Linked DNA regions of Drosophila melanogaster: region 1 is linked to region 2. A link is a contact called in public Hi-C data. All regions are on one chromosome and are shown on one strand. The core of a region is the stretch at or near the end of the contact, and the rest is flanking DNA. Distances in the headings are between cores, read along the strand shown. Region 1 holds the start of CG12024. Region 2 holds the start of Patj (patj,).

The links. Hi-C and Micro-C count contacts between places; a contact is called where the count stands out from the background.
Region 1: a Hi-C map of the Kc167 cell line shows a contact between it and region 2, with 5 times the contacts expected there. A contact is called at or near these places in 27 of 107 Hi-C or Micro-C datasets (the Clone 8 cell line, the D17-c3 cell line, the Kc167 cell line and 11 more) and 2 of 7 datasets of targeted methods (both in the Kc167 cell line).

Annotation. Positions count from the first base shown.
Region 1 is chr3L:1,854,791-1,859,527 of dm6, forward strand. It overlaps CG12024, which reads left to right and starts at 2,375. Exons shown (of 2, transcript NM_167921.3): 1 at 2,375-2,613; 2 at 2,723-4,257. The coding sequence starts at 2,455. The coding sequence ends at 3,394. It overlaps CNMa (CNMamide), which reads right to left and starts at 801. Exons shown (of 5, transcript NM_001202092.1): 1 at 1-801. Rap1 (Rap1 GTPase) reads right to left here. Exons shown (of 2, transcript NM_057509.5): 2 at 4,325-4,737.
Region 2 is chr3L:1,796,402-1,801,430 of dm6, forward strand. Patj (patj,) reads left to right here and starts at 2,402. Exons shown (of 3, transcript NM_167917.4): 1 at 2,402-2,522; 2 at 2,609-4,298; 3 at 4,359-5,029. The coding sequence starts at 2,748. CG12020 reads left to right here and starts at 904. Exons shown (of 2, transcript NM_139405.1): 1 at 904-1,948; 2 at 2,013-2,209. The coding sequence starts at 964. The coding sequence ends at 2,128. It overlaps Cdc37 (Cell division cycle 37), which reads left to right. Exons shown (of 4, transcript NM_057658.5): 3 at 1-436; 4 at 501-906. The coding sequence ends at 773. It also overlaps asRNA:CR45818.

The DNA of each region.
Region 1 (4,737 bases), core at 1,125-3,624, 58 kb after region 2:
CAGTTCCGGTTAACACTTTTCACTGTAACTGTACTTTTTACTGTAGCTGTACTTTTTTACTGAGTTGTTCCAAAAATAAATGTCAAATTAGAGCTTCAGCCAGCTAATGAACGCCACTAAATAGATTGCTGATTTGGCTTTAAATTATTTTTTTGTATTTTATTCTCCGCTGGCGAATCTCAACCGTTAGGTGTGACAATGCAGAATAAACGCAGGTCCGTTGGGAGCATTTGTTTATATAGGCGCTCGAAGACCGACGCCGCAAAAAGGGTAAATCAACAGGTGAAAATCAACAACCGACGACTTTTCCACTTCGGAGGTGACAGAAGTCAAATGCTCGTGTGGGCGGCTCGGATGGACTGGATTTTCGCCCACCAATGGGTGGGGTATTGAGTGTTTGTGGGGTTTGGGTCTCTGGTTGCACGAGTACTTGAAAAGTTTTTGTAATTTTATTTCTGCGCTTCTAATTTTGGGCACAATCTCGGATTTAGGCACTCGGATTCCTACTAAACGCGTTCTGCTCTGGCGGCGAACTAACTCATCGAATCCCACCAGCACCGACTCAAGTCGGTTGGAGCCTTCGGCCGCGATCTTCGTGCGCTTGTCGTGCCACGCTTTTGACAAATCGACCGATAAAGCCAAGATTTATGATCGGTGGGCCATATAGTTGGCGCTGCTGACTGCGCTACAGCACTGGGGATGGGTCATTTGGGTGCGCTGTGTCAGCAAATTAAGTCACTTGAATTATGTACCACTTCGATCTCTGAACCGTAAGTATTTTACTATCATCTAGGGCGTACTCCCTCGCCCGGTTCGTTAACTCAGGGCTTTGGGACTTCAAGGTGATTTGAGCAAGGTTTTTATAGTCTGTGCACTGGGATGATAGTGCCAGGGTGAGATTCGGAAAATGTTCCCACATGAACCAGTACTTCAACTGTAGGTCATTAAACTCGTCATGACTTAGCTGGAATATTTTAAATGTTAATTGGGTCAATGTCGACTTGCAGTTTTTCAACAGCGGAAGCTGAGATCGCAAAAGGCATTTCCAAACTCATGGAATTCAAATGAAATCATCACATGATTTGAGTTCCTTACACATTTTGGGTACATGTAAATATGACCCATTGTGCAGGGTGAACCTGTCACAAATGTAAATAAAATATTTTTAATGAGACATTAAGATTAATTGGGCACTTGTAAATAGAACCAACCCATTGTGGGATGTGCCTTTCACAAATCTAAATAAAAATGTTTAATCTATCATACAAGGGGGTTAAAAATAAAGTTTATACGAAAATAGCATGGAAATTTACACATGTCCATCGCATAGATAACTACACCGATCTCTTATCTCTTATGCGTACCTAATCATTCGCGTATCTCGGCAAATCTTCATTATAAAAATCCAAAAAAATATGACGCAACACCTTGCCCGGATTAAGTCACACAGAAACCCAAATTAATTGGGGGTGCCGTCGCATAAAAATCTTTAATTAAAATTTTCGACGTATTTTAAAGATTGTGTTTTGCTTATATAGAATCTCCCCCGAGTCATTTCCCAAATATAATGCGTCTTAAAAGCAAAGTCCCAGTAGACAGCAATTAATTCCGTCTAGTCTATAATTGGATGATCCGAACTCTCGAAACCTCTTGTCTGATCCGAAAATATCGGAAGGTAGCCCACGCTTCTTCCGCAGACTTTGTGATTAAATTGAAATTTATGGTTTCATCACCTCTATTCCGAACCCAAATCCGGCGGGGGTGTCTCGCTCATCACTTGTCCGACTGATTCTGATAAGCGGGCTCTTTGGACACCGCCCAGAGCTGATAGCAAATTAAGTGGCAGCCATATCAGTGCTAATTGACACTTATTAAAACGCGACCGACTGAACCGACACTGCTTGCCGGAACAAAGGCACCAGCACGTGCCGCCAATTATCAGCCACTCGAGTTGAGGATATCACGTGACAGCCGATGTGGCTGCTTCACTGAGTCATCTGTCGGATAACTTTCTCAAACTTCCATAAACAATGCACTAAATTGAACTTTATTGATACGGTCGCATAAAACCAGTTTGAATTGCCGCCAAAGCCGGACTTAACCGCTTTGCAACACTGCCAGTGTTAGATGTTGTGGTTGTAGAGTACCTCAGAAATAAGCTTTCCTCACTTCTTTGAACATGTGTAATCGCTGAATTGTAATATCCTCGCATGTATCCAAATTCATGATAGAGTATTGCTTGATGTTGCTAAAACACTTCAATATTTAAGTTATTTGTTAGTAATAATATTCTTGTTCAGCAATCTGGATTATTGTAAGGGCCAAGTAATTCTTATCAACTTATCTGTCACCAGTAGGAACCCCCTGTTTGTTGGCAGAATTAAAGAACATTCGCTCTGGTCACACTGCTCCGTCAATTGGACTGTGGGGGCGAAAATAAAAATAAGAATAATCATGTCAACGCTGCAGCTGGAATTTTCGCAGGCAATGACCGACTTTAAGAAGATGTTCCCGGACATCGACCGCGAGGTGATCGAGGCCATCCTGCGGGCGAACCTGGGGGCCGTGGACCAGACCATCGACGCCCTGCTGGCCATGTCGATTGACAACCAGGTGAGTGGAGGCGCCTGTGTATACTAACGTCTATGCTGTACTAACCCACTAACGAACGCAGAACGAGAAACTGCGCAATGAACTGGATGCTAATGTCTCGCCCCAGCAGAGCCTCATCAACCTGAACGACTCGGACAGGGACCTGCAGCTGGTGGACACCACGGACGGCGGAGGAGCGGGTGCAGTCGGTGCACCTGGAGCACCCAGTGCGCTGTTACCGACGGCCGGTGCATCGCCGAACCATCAGAACACGGGCGCTTCGCCCAAGCAGCGCCCGCTGGGAGCGGCCAACAGCAAGGGAAGCAGCCAGAACAACACGCCCACCAAACGCAGCAGGCGTTGGAATCCGCCCATCCTGGGTCCACTGCCTGCGGGCTTTCTGCGCATAACGCCCGCTCCCGGGCAGCAGGACTTCGAACTGCCGGACGAACAGTTCGCCCTGATGCTGCAGAACGAGGAGTTCATGAATCAGCTGCGCTGGAATCAGGACTTCATGAACGCCCTCGAGAAGGAGCAGAGCGGCAAGGCTAAGGGCGAGGACGACGCACCCTTCCAGGAGCGGCTCAAGAACATGGGCAAGATGTCGCGCAAGAAGTTCCTGCAGATGGCCCGAGTCTTCACCTGGCAGCGCAACAAGAAGGTGACCACGGCCAAGCAGATAGACTCCTTGCCGCTGCGCGAAGAGCCCAGCGACGACGAGGATCACCACCACCAGCAGCGTGATCAGCAGCAAGCGAGCCAGTCCAGCCAGCAGCAGGGTCAACTGCAGCTGCGCAAGTGAAGCGGATCGTTTTGTTATCTAATCTCAACGGCCATAACGTGACGATCACGTGCGCTAGTAATCTCCCCAGTTCCCCAGTCCAAAGTAATCTCCGGGCAAGAACGAAATCTGAAATCTCCTATCCCAATCTCGACACAAAGATGCGATGGTATTACCCTAGTTTTAACCTTAAGTGCAATTTTTACCCTACCGTGCAATACCCCCATATACCCATACATATATTCCTTGTTTGTATACGTTTTGTTTACCCTTTCGTTGTTGCCAAATTAGCGTAGTTAAGTTTTATGCATAATTTGTAATCGATACTAAGGCGGCCTCTTTTAAGCCGCGATTGCTAGAGATTGCTAGAAAGCCACACTCACTCACACGTTCGACTGATTATAAAAAGCGTTAATTAACAAGCATCACACCAGGAATCGGAGGCGAGTCCCCCAGTATAGCACTTTGCTTAGCCCAAAACCTAGTCATGAAGCGGAACTCGAGCCACTTATTGTACAGTAATAGAAACTACCACGTAACTCTGTCTTAAAATTCACTTTCTACATTTTAACTGCTGGCGAGCGATTCGCCGGCTTCTACGAAAAGCATGCATTATGATTGTATATCTCAACCCGCGAATCTCTCGGAACTTGCATACCATATCAGCTGTGGATACAATGCGGTTTTACTACTCCTACGCCCCAACTTAACTCCGAATCGATCCTATCGCAGATCTTACGCTGGATTAACATGCGTGCTATAAACTAGCAGAATATTATAATTATAAAGACGAGCTATTTGATTGTAATTGTATATGTATAAATATTTGAATAACAACCTTATATAACTATTCCAAGTATCAAATACAGATATTTCAAAACTTCAATGCAATCGTCTTGTCTTTAACTTCTGAATGAACTATGCTAAGAATAAGGCATACGCTCCACAAATGAATTTATTTAATTTTTATTTTGTTTTTGCATTTCCTTTTTAATTTTTTATAAACATAATACATTTATTAATAATTAAAAGATGCTCGATCATGTCGACCTACTGCGTCGCGAATTCGGGACTGCCAGGATTCTGAGATCAGAGGCTCTGTGTGGGGTCCCAAAAACGCGACCAGTAGGGAAACAAGTTCGAAAAAATGGTTTTTCAATTACATTTTTCACACGCTCATTATTACATTATGTTATTGTAACGGTTGGTTTGTTTGTTGTTTATTATGTTCAAAAATGATTTGTATCTTTATCATATATTTAATATATACGCTTGGGCTTAGGTTTTATTTAGTTTACTTTTAATGTTGGTTGTTGGCTGTGTTTAGACTTTGATTTAAGGGCATATTGGTTACTACTCGTACG
Region 2 (5,029 bases), core at 1,152-3,651:
CTGCCAGCAGTATGGCATGCTGCGCAAGTACGACGATTCGAAGCGGTTTCTGCAGGAGCATCTTCACTTGGTGGGCGAGGAGACGGCCAACTACCTAGTCATTTGGTCCATCAACCTGGAAATGGAGGAGAAGCACGAGCTGATGGCCCACGTGGCGCATCAGTGCATTTGCATGCAGTACATTCTAGAGTTGGCCAAACAGCTGGACGTGGATCCTCGCGCCTGTGTCAGCTCCTTCTTCTCAAAGATCCAGCACTGTCATCCCGAGTACCGCGCGCAGTTCGACAGCGAGATCGAAGGTTTCAAAGGACGTATCCAGAAGCGTGCGCAGGAGAAGATCCAGGAGGCGATAGCCCAGGCCGAAGAGGAGGAGCGCAAGGAGCGCCTCGGACCTGGTGGTCTGGACCCAGCCGATGTCTTTGAATCCCTGCCCGATGTACGTTCTAGTGATTCACTGTATGGGAATTACTTGACTAACTTTTCATGTATTTGCTCCGCAGGAACTAAAGGCCTGTTTCGAGTCCCGCGACGTAGAGCTGCTGCAGAAGACCATTGCGGCCATGCCCGTGGACGTCGCCAAGCTGCACATGAAGCGTTGTGTGGACTCTGGTCTCTGGGTGCCCAATGCCGCTGACTTGGAGGGTGACAAGAAGGAGGAAGATGACTCGGATGACGTCGCCGGTGGCGAGGAGAAGACCGACGATGCCAAATCAGAGAGTGCAGCCAAGGAGGAGCCCATCTACACTGGCGTCAGCACCGAGGACGTTGACTGATCGCCGCCACGTTTCCATCTACACCATAGCTCTAATCTTAATGTATTTGTCCACAAGCATATTTCATCCATAGCCAGATCCTGCGTCAGTTGAGTTATTGTATATAATTTGAATAAATTCTCAGTCACACGTCAAACATTCTGTGAACACTTCTGCCAGTTGTTATACGCTTCGACTCCGAATAGAAACAATGAACCGGCCGGAGCTGGACTACTACGCGGTGCTGGATCAGCCCAGAGGCGCCACCAAGGAGCAGATTACTCTGGCCTACCGCCGCCTGGCCATTCGGCTTTGCCCACATCGCGACAAGAAGGACGAGCAGGACTTTGTGCCGCTGGCCCAGGAGGGTCGTCTCACGCACCTCTCACCCATGGGCGAGCCCAGGCAGTGGGCCTACGTCAACATGGCCTTCGATGTGCTGGGCAACGATCTGTACCGGGCCATATACGATCGCTTTGGCGAGGCGGGTTTGTTCGAGGGCGTCATGCTGCCGAACGGATACTTTCCGCCCTATCAGTACGACGGCGACCACATGAAGGTCTACGAGCGGGTCTTCGGTAGCTACTCGCCGTATGCCAACGTGATCGATGCGATCTCCAATCCACCGAGCTTGTACGCTACGCGCCAGCATGGCATTGGCGTGCGTTCCAAGGACGCCAGTACGGAGAGGATCATCGAGCTGTCGCTGGAGGAAGTACGCACTGGCTGCGTCAAGCTGATGAACGTGTGGCGCCAGGAGATCGTGGACGCCAAGGAGTCGCGGCTGGAGAAGCGCAAGCACACCTTAAAGCTGAACATTGCCCCGGGAACTACGGCCGGAACTCGCTTCTGCTTCAAGGAGGAGGGCGATCGCTATCCGGCCACCATTCCGGGTGATATTATTTTCATTGCCGCCGACAAGCCGCATCCGGACTTTGAGAGGAGAAACCAACACGACCTGGTCTACAGGCAGTCTATTGGCCTGTGCCAGGCCTTCACCGGCTTCACGTTCTTCATTTGCACGCTGGACCGGCGCCAGTTGAAGGTGGTCATTACGGACGTAGTGCAGCCGGGATACACCAAAGTGGTTCCCCTCGAGGGACTCCCCAAGTGCCGCAATTTGGATGCAGTTACGGCCATCAAGGAGGCCAACAAGAAGGTGGAGCAGTTCGGGGATCTCATTATAGAATTTGATTGTGGGTTTTCCTTTTCTGTTGGAGGTTTCAATAGTTTCTGATAGTTTCTCTGTTTCTTCTGCAGATATCTTTCCCAAGTACTTGACTCCACATATGAAGCATATCACTCGCGAATTCTTCCGCGAATTCCGCAAGCTCGAAATAGAATTGGAGGAGGAGGAGGAACGTAACATGGTTTGATGGCAGACACCTTATTGTTTTTCCGTATTTGGAACACAGATATTTGTGCGTACAGAGAAATTAAATTCAAAATTTGCGTTTAAAAGGATAGATGTTGTTGGGTTATTTCGTATAGCCATATTACATACGAGCACATGCAGACTATATTCAAAAATCTTAGATTTAATTAAATTAGCAGATGTAACGGTCGAATTTGAATTGATTTTGAAAAGGTGGCAACTGTTCCGATTATGTCGATTGCTTATCGATGCACAACGCAGCCGCTCGGCAACCCTGTCCATCAGCTGTTTGTGAAAAGAAAATGCATTTGGCATTCCATTTCAGAGATAATTAAAAATCAATTACAGCAGCAGCAGCAGAGCAAGTGGCCACCGAAAAGAGTGCATAGGAGAGGGTAAACAACTCGCTGCATCCAAACGGCACAGTAACTGATCCGAAGCTGTCCCACTTAGAGCCCAAATCGAATTACCCGTTTTGCAGTTTAGGACAAAGTGTGCCAACGCCACAACGCCCCCACCCAGAAGTCCATAGAAACGCCAGCGGAAGTGGGATAGAGACGGGGACCACGCTCCACTGACCGCACCGCGCACCGCTCGCTGACCACGCCCACTGACGCAAGATGCACCTCAGCGCGGATATTTCCAGCGCCCTTCAGCAGATCGAGGCAGTGAAGAAGGGCATCGATGAGTCCGACGACCCCAAGCTGCAAATGCAGACGGCCGAGAGCCTTAGCACCATTCTGGGCATTCTGCAGGATCCCGTTTTCCGCACCATCGTCCACGTGCAGGACTCGTTGTCCGAGCTGAACGCCCAGCTGGCTCAGCATCCGTCCATGTTGCCCAACGACTTCGACATCGATGTGGCCGGCAACCTTGTACTCAGTCTGAATGGTGGCGAGGTGATGTACGACTTTGACGAACAGCGCTCTTCCTCGCACTCCCATTCGGCTCCGGGCAGTCCAGATAAGTCCGGAGGCGTCGGCGAGGAGCCGCGCCCGCAGAGCCAGAACTCCAAAGGAGCCGGAGTGGCGGATCTCTACGCCACGGACTACGCTCAGATCCAGGCCATAGAGCTGGTCAACGACGGCACGGGTCTCGGATTCGGTATTATTGGAGCTCGCAACTCGGGAGTGATTGTAAAAACCATCCTGCCGGGTGGCGTGGCCGATAAGGACGGACGCTTGCGCTCGGGCGACCACATCCTCCAGATTGGAGACGTCAACCTGCACGAAATGGTATCCGAACAGGTGGCTGCCGTGCTGAGACAGTCTGGAACCCACGTCCGCCTAGTGGTTGCCCGTCCCGTTGAGCAGAGCGTGCCTACGCCCCAGTACGCCCTGGAACCGGGCACTGCTGTGGTGCCCACGCGCGTCCTCGTCGATCCTGCCGAGCTGGAGCGGTACCTCATATCTACCGGCTATCCGGAAATCTTTGGCGAGAGCTCCACGGCCTCCACTCCGCAGACCACCACGGAAGACGATCGTTTCGTTTATCGCGGCGAGACATCAATGCTTATTGATCCAAACATCGACCTAGAGGAATTGCTTGCCCTTCCTGAAACGGAGAAGCTTCAGGTGGAGCTGAAGAAGGATGCCAACGGCCTGGGCATCACAATTGCCGGCTATGTGTGTGAGAAAGAAGAGCTGTCTGGCATTTTCGTAAAGAGCGTGTCGCCCGGTTCAGCAGCGGACCTGAGTGGTCGCATCCGGGTCAACGATCGCATCATTGAAGTTGACGGCCAGTCGCTACAAGGCTACTCCAACCACCAGGCCGTAGAGCTGCTTAAGAAGTCTGGTCAGGTGGTGAACCTGCGCTTGGAACGCTACCTGAGGGGCCCCAAATTCGAGCAGCTGCAGCAGGCTATCGCTGCGAATGACAAGCTTCCATCCAGTGCACCTGGAACGCCTTCAAGGGCTCCCATGCCCACGCCCGTGGCCACAACGTCCTCCGCCACAACTACACCATCACGCAGCATCACTCGCGAGTTGGAAGAGGAAGCCTTACCAGCGCCAGAAGCATTCATGACCACTCCGCCGTCGGTCACCACAATGACCACCACCACATTAAGCTCCTTTGGAGCGGGTAAGCAACTAGTAGCAGTAAGGGACTCCCTAGACGGCTCCACGAAGATCATACCCACGGAAGTTGTACCCTTGGCGGATAAAACGGAGGTGAGTATTAGCTAACGGGTAACACAGCAGCAAAACGTATAGCGCATTAACATGTTTTAGGCCAAGAACAGCGGGGTGATCACCCGTCACAAGTACTACACCGATCCGGAACTGTCCGACGACGCCGAAACCGAAATTATTCGCAAATGGCAGAAGATTGTGGGCTCCGATGTGGAGGTGATTGTGGCCCAGATCAAGAAGTTCGCGGTCGGAGGCTTGGGGATTTCCTTGGAGGGAACCGTGGACGTAGAAGGAGGGCGCGAGGTACGACCCCATCACTATATTCGTTCAATCTTACCTGATGGACCCGTTGGCGTGAATGGAGTACTCCGCTCTGGCGATGAATTGCTGGAGGTAAACGGCGAGCGGTTGCTGGGTATGAACCACCTGGAGGTGGTGGCTATACTTAAGGAACTGCCGTTGGATGTGCGCATGGTTTGCGGTCGCAACAGGAACAGCTCGCTTCTCCCATTCTCTGATGACACCCTGAAAAAGCTAAGCAACAACTTTGAGAACCTGCTGCCTGCTACCGATCGTCTGGTGAAGGCCAAATCAGATGGTAGTCTGGCCACCGCGGGCTCCGTGGCCGATGGAGATTCAGTGGCTGCCGCCGCTGCTTCGTTTAGTAAGCTGAAGTCGCGCTCCCTGGAGCCACTAACCGGATTGGCTATGTGGTCGTCCCAACCGCAAATTATCGAGCTGGTCAAGGGCGATCGCGGTCTGGGCTTCTC